Regions from separate parts of the Sus scrofa genome. Here region 1 is linked to region 2. A link is a contact called in public Hi-C data. All regions are on one chromosome and are shown on one strand. Each heading gives the region's core, a stretch centred on a gene start, on an enhancer-like site or on the middle of the called end of the contact. The rest is flanking DNA. Distances are from core to core; before and after follow the strand shown.

Region 1 (2,700 bases), core at 48-2,547, 200 kb after region 2:
AAAGAAATGGATATATAAAATAGGACATGAGGAGTTCCCTTCGTGGCTCAGCAGAAATGAATCTGACTAGGAACCATGAGGTTGCGGGTTCTATCCCTGGCCTCGCTCAGTGGGTTAAGGATCTGGCACAGCCTTAAGCTGTGGTGCAGGTCGCAGAAGTGGCTCGGATCTGGTGTTGCTGCTGCTGTAGCTCTGATTGGACCCCTAGCTTGGGCTAGGACAGTGAGGGATACAAGCAGGCAGATGGGGTGGTTCTGTCCTGAGGATTAGGATCAGATTACAATCCAAGGAAAGTGGGGAGGGGAAGAAGACCTCCTTCTTCCTTATTTTTCAGGCTTACAGCATTAGCTCCTCCTTTGTATCAGGTAAGAGAGTATTTGACCCTATGAGATCAAACTAGGATTTTCGTGGTGCTTATTCAAATCAGCAGAAGGGACCTAACATAAACTAAAATATGTTGAATCATCTCAGGTTTCTGTATAATGAGGGTCTCCTATTTTGGAATATCATCCTTAGCTTAAATTCCTGTCCTTGAGCCTAAGGATCATTATTTTTGCTGAACTTGAATGTAGGTCCCATTTCATCTTTATCATGCTTCTATTTATGGTTTTATAGGTAAGCACACCTGCTTCATTCCACCACATTCTGATGGCTTTCCTGAGTAATTATTAACTTACAGTGATCTCCCAAAGTTCCTTAGTTTTCCCTATATATAATCCCCTAGTGGGACTTCTACAACTACCTGTGTAACTATCCTATTCTATCCCTATCATTATCTCTGCAGATTAATTCTTTTTGGTGGGAATATACTCTATACCTGGCACTTTACTAACCATTGCCTTTTCTTTTTTTGGACACACTCAAAGGCATGTGGAAGTTCTTGGGCTAGGGACTGAATTCAAGCCACGTGCAGCAAGGTGACATCCTTAACCCGCCATGCCAGGAACTGGCGGGAACTCCTAACCATTATCTTCCTAATCTTCGCAAGTTTATACTGTAGGCACTATAATTATCCCGAGATAATTGGTGAAGAAATTGGTATGTTACCGAAGTTGCCAACAGAGCCATATCTCGAATTCAGTAAATGTAATTGCCTCTCCTGAGCTCTATCTAAGTCAACGTCGGCTGCTGCTCTAGCTAAATTTGACTGCCATCTAGACAAGGCTTCAAGGGCTAATAGCTAAGCGCCTATCCGCCCAGTCCAACCCGCCCCTCTCCCACCCCTTTTCTAGTCCCAAAGCCTCCTTTTTCGACTGCTGGAGCAGGAGCCAAGCCCAGCGGAGTGCACTGCGCAGGCTCGGCCGCAAAGCACTACGGGAAGGGGGTGGGGTCTGTGTGACCATTTCGCGTCGCAGTTTCTTTGAGAATCCTGGCGCGGTGAACGTCCTTCAGCGAAACTTGTGAACCTCCTTGAGCGGCTGTGGCGTTGGTCTTTAGTCCTGTGCTTTACCCGAGGTAGGTGGAGAGTTTCGCCAGTCGGAGGGAGGATGAAGTGTCCGGGAGGCCCGGGTTCTGGGGACCCGGCCTGCGTGTGGATGTCGCCTTATGGGGGTGGGCGTTCAGGGTCACGCCGCCGGGTCGTGTTTGTCGTCTCCTTTCACGTTGCGCTCCGAGTAGGGTGTCGTGGTCTACAGCTTCCAACGTTTCTCGCCGGCCGCCTGCTGCTCCTGCGGTGTAACTGGGATTTCAGCCTTTGGTCTCCCTCCTCGGCTTCCGCTTCTAAAGCATACATTTGATCACACCTGTGGCTCTCCTTCGTTAAGCAATGAATGATTTTTTTTCAAACTTAAAAAAATCGTGGAACTCCTTTTGCAAGTAGAGTTGTAACAGGATCTGAGCCAAAAGAAGTTTTTTTTATTTTTAATTACTTTAAAATCTTGGCTCGTGCTGTATTCTGATTTGAAATGGGGATTAGATGAAGGTGCAAGAACTGTATTACTCTTAACCGTGATGGAAGCGGGAATCAACACTTTGCCCATTTAACTCTTAGGTTGAGGCAAGAGCATTAAATAAATTTTTAGATTAAAAAAAAATACAAATGAAATGATTCCTTAACGCCAAAAGTTTCTATGTACAAAATTAAGTTCAAGGTTTTTGGTGTTCAGGGATCTTCCCGATATGACCCATGCTTTTCTAACTTAATTTCCTTCCACTATCACGCTTACTTTATCTTCAACAATAACTTCATTTCTTAAAATTCTCATATGTTTGTGTTTTTCCACAAGCTATCCCTATACCTTGACTATCCCCCATCATTGTTTCATAGACAGCTCCTTTATGGTGGTGCTTGTTTGTTTTTGACAGCTCCCACACATGCCAAAGTTCTCCTGTCAGGGATCAAACCCTCCCCACAGCAGCGACCCCAGCCAGCCGCAGCAGTGACAACGCTGGATCCTTAACCTGCTGAGCCACTGGGAAACTCCAGACCCCTACTTTAAAACCCAGCTCAAGGGAGTTTACCTTGTGGCTCAGCAGGTTAAGAACCCAACATGGTGTCTTTGAGGATGCAGTTCTATCCCTGGACTCAGAGGATCTGGTGCTGCTGCAGTGGCATAGGTCACAGATGAGCCTCAGATCTGGTGTTGACATTGCTATAAAGCAGCTGCAGCTTCCATTCGACCCCTAGCCCAGGAACTTTCATATGCCAAAGATGCGGCCTTAAAAAAATTAAAATTAAAAAAGTAAACTAAAACCTAGTTG
Region 2 (2,700 bases), core at 76-2,575:
AAACCTAATACTTCTCCATTTTCTTTCCTACCTTGTAAACAAGTTCTCTTCTAGCAAACACTTTCCCTCAACAGCCACTCTCCATTCAGATTTCCAATTTGTCTTAAAACATATGAAGCATGAGTCCACAACTAATATTATATCTCATGTGCAGTACAAGCTCTACCTCTGTCTACTGTTCACATTCTAATCATTCCCAAATAAATTAATCTACTCATTTATTCAACACTTATAACCACTTTCTCTGTGTCACACAGTGAGCCGGCCTACCCCATTTATTCCTATTTCTCTTCACGCTCCAAGAGGGCAAGGCTCAGGTTTGTGCGTCCCCACTGTGCCCTATCCATCCCCCACCGCTCCCACCCCTCCTGGCACTAAGTGTCAAAAAGTGTGTCGAATGAATGAGAGCTCAAGCAACTCATTAGTTTAAAACCACAGTAGTCATCCATCCACCCGCTTTCAAAAGGCGGCAGGAATACACAACTGGTATCTTTGCTGATTACATGAGACTAAATACTCTAACAAGTCATCCCCAGATTATCAAAACTAAAGAAGCAACTGTCTGGTAAACACCGTGACGCACAGTTCCAGCCCCGCACGGAGGGAGCCTGAGTGTCCGGGAAAGGTCAAACGGGTTGCCGGGAAACCCGCTCTTGTGCGGGAGTCCGGAGGCCCAGTGAGACGCGAAGCCGCAGTCCGAAATTTGAGGAATGCAGGGGAGAGGAGGGGAGACATGAGTGGGTAGAATTAATCCTGACGGTCACTCGCACCCAAAGCAGGTATGAAAACACAAAGAGGTCAGGGTTCAAGGGTCTGTCCTCCTCCTTCCTCTGGGTTCCCGGGCCCCTGCGCCGATCCCACCAGACTGACGGCCTCGTCAGCGTCCTTCTTCACTCACGTGCCTGAGGCCAAGAAGCCCCAGCCTCCGTGTCTGCAGGGCGCTGAGACTCCGACGCTGAGCCCCAGGAAGAGAGGGAGCCGTTAGGCCTGGCCAGGGCCGGAGCTGACGCTCGCCATCACCCCTCCCCTAACTCAGAGATCAAGGCCAGGAGCCGTCGTCATAGCAACAAGCGGCCCTGCAACAGCTCACGGGGGAAGGACTGCCCGCCGGGACGCTCGCTTACCTGCCCCGCAGCCCACACTCCTCCGTCGGGCTCCCGCCCTCCACTGGCGCGCCGGGAGCACCAACGTCGCCAATCCCAGGAACCCGCGGGGCCTCGCCCCGGGACCCCGCTCACCGGCGCCGGCTCCCTCGGAGCGCCGGGATTGGCTGAACTCCAGCCAAAGGACCGGGAAAGCTAGGCTACGCCGCGGGCCGCGCTGAGCTGAAATGGATACAGCGCCCCCTACCGGCTGGGAGGTTTCACAGTGACGTCACCACGGGCTTTCGCGCGGAGAAAGTGGAAGGTCATGCCTCCTTGTATTCAACGGATGTTTATTAGGCGTCTTCTAAGCCCTAGGTCTGGGCACAGAAAAATAAAAGACATAACCCTTGGCCTCAAGAAGGTCTCAGCAGAGTATAATGCAGAACTTTTAAGAATTCTTCTGATTTAGTCCAGTTTTCTAGCCATGTGACCTTGGGAACATTGTTAATCTGAGACTCCTTTCCCTTTTATTTAATTAATTATTTGTTTATTTATTTTTGTCTTTTTTGCCTTTTCTAGGGCCGATTCTGAGGTATATGGAGGTTCCCAGGCTAGGGGTCTAATCGGAGCTGTAGCCACTGGCCTATACCAGAGCCATGGCAACGCAGGATCCGGGATCCGAGCCACGTCTGCAACCTACACCACAGCTCACTGCAACGCCAGATCCTTAACCCACTGAGCAGGGCCAGGGATCGAACCCGCAACCTCATGGTTCCTAGTCGGATTCGTTAACCACTGAGCAACGAAGGGAACTCCCCTCCTTTCCCTTTTATGCATAAAGGTAATAACACCTATTTCAAGGATGTTGTGAGAGTTAGGTGAGATAATGTATGCAAAGTGCTGAGCCAGCACGTAGCAAGCAGGGAAATAAATGATACTACTGTTAGTATACAAATAATTGAAATATAGTAAAACCTAAGTTTTACCTGACCTCTCAGGTACAAGTATTCACTCTCTCCTCTGTGTCCCCACTGCACCTTGTACAGATGTCTGTTTTTATAGAAAATAACACCAAAGCTTAGTTCCGTAATGCCCACCCCCCCATCCCTGCACACCTAGCCCTGCTGTTCCATCCTTATTCCACTAGTCTCAGCCAGGCTTATCTGTCTTTCCTAACACATGCTAAACCCCTTCTACTTCCCCATGTGGACCAAACTGCTTTATATCTCTGTGCCCTTAGTTATGCTTTCTCATCTACCTGGAGCCCCCTTCCCACATTTATTTATTTATTTATTTATTTATTTATTTATTTATTTATTTATGCTTCTTAATCTTTAAGAGCTTCTTCCACGCCAGTGCCATGTGGAAGTTCTCTAGCCAGAGATAGAACCCTTGTCACAGCAGTGACCGGAGCCAGCTGCTGCAGTGACAACACCAGATCCTTAACCCACTACAAGGAAACGCCAACCACCTTTTTTTTTTTTTTTTTTTTTTTTTTTTTTTTTTTTTAATACAAAGTAGCTCTGGCTTTTTTTTTCAAGCTTTAGGGACACCTTGGTAGGAAGCCTCCTAGAGTGCATTATCATTTTAGATACACTTCCCCTGTGATCTCAAT

What was found. A called contact is a pair of places that touch in the nucleus more often than the background predicts.
Region 1: a Hi-C map of alveolar macrophages shows a contact between it and region 2, with 2.5 times the contacts expected there. The contact joins the promoter of ZMYM1 here to the promoter of SMIM12 in region 2. A contact is called at or near these places in 5 of 47 Hi-C or Micro-C datasets (alveolar macrophages, embryonic fibroblasts, epiblast stem cells and 1 more) and 1 of 2 datasets of contacts at active chromatin or transcription factors (alveolar macrophages).

Annotation. Positions count from the first base shown.
Region 1 is chr6:91,310,857-91,313,556 of Sscrofa11.1, forward strand. It overlaps ZMYM1 (zinc finger MYM-type protein 1), which reads left to right and starts at 1,298. Exons shown (of 11, transcript XM_021095889.1): 1 at 1,298-1,455.
Region 2 is chr6:91,112,361-91,115,060 of Sscrofa11.1, forward strand. It overlaps SMIM12 (small integral membrane protein 12), which reads right to left and starts at 1,326. Exons shown (of 2, transcript XM_003362205.4): 1 at 1,125-1,326.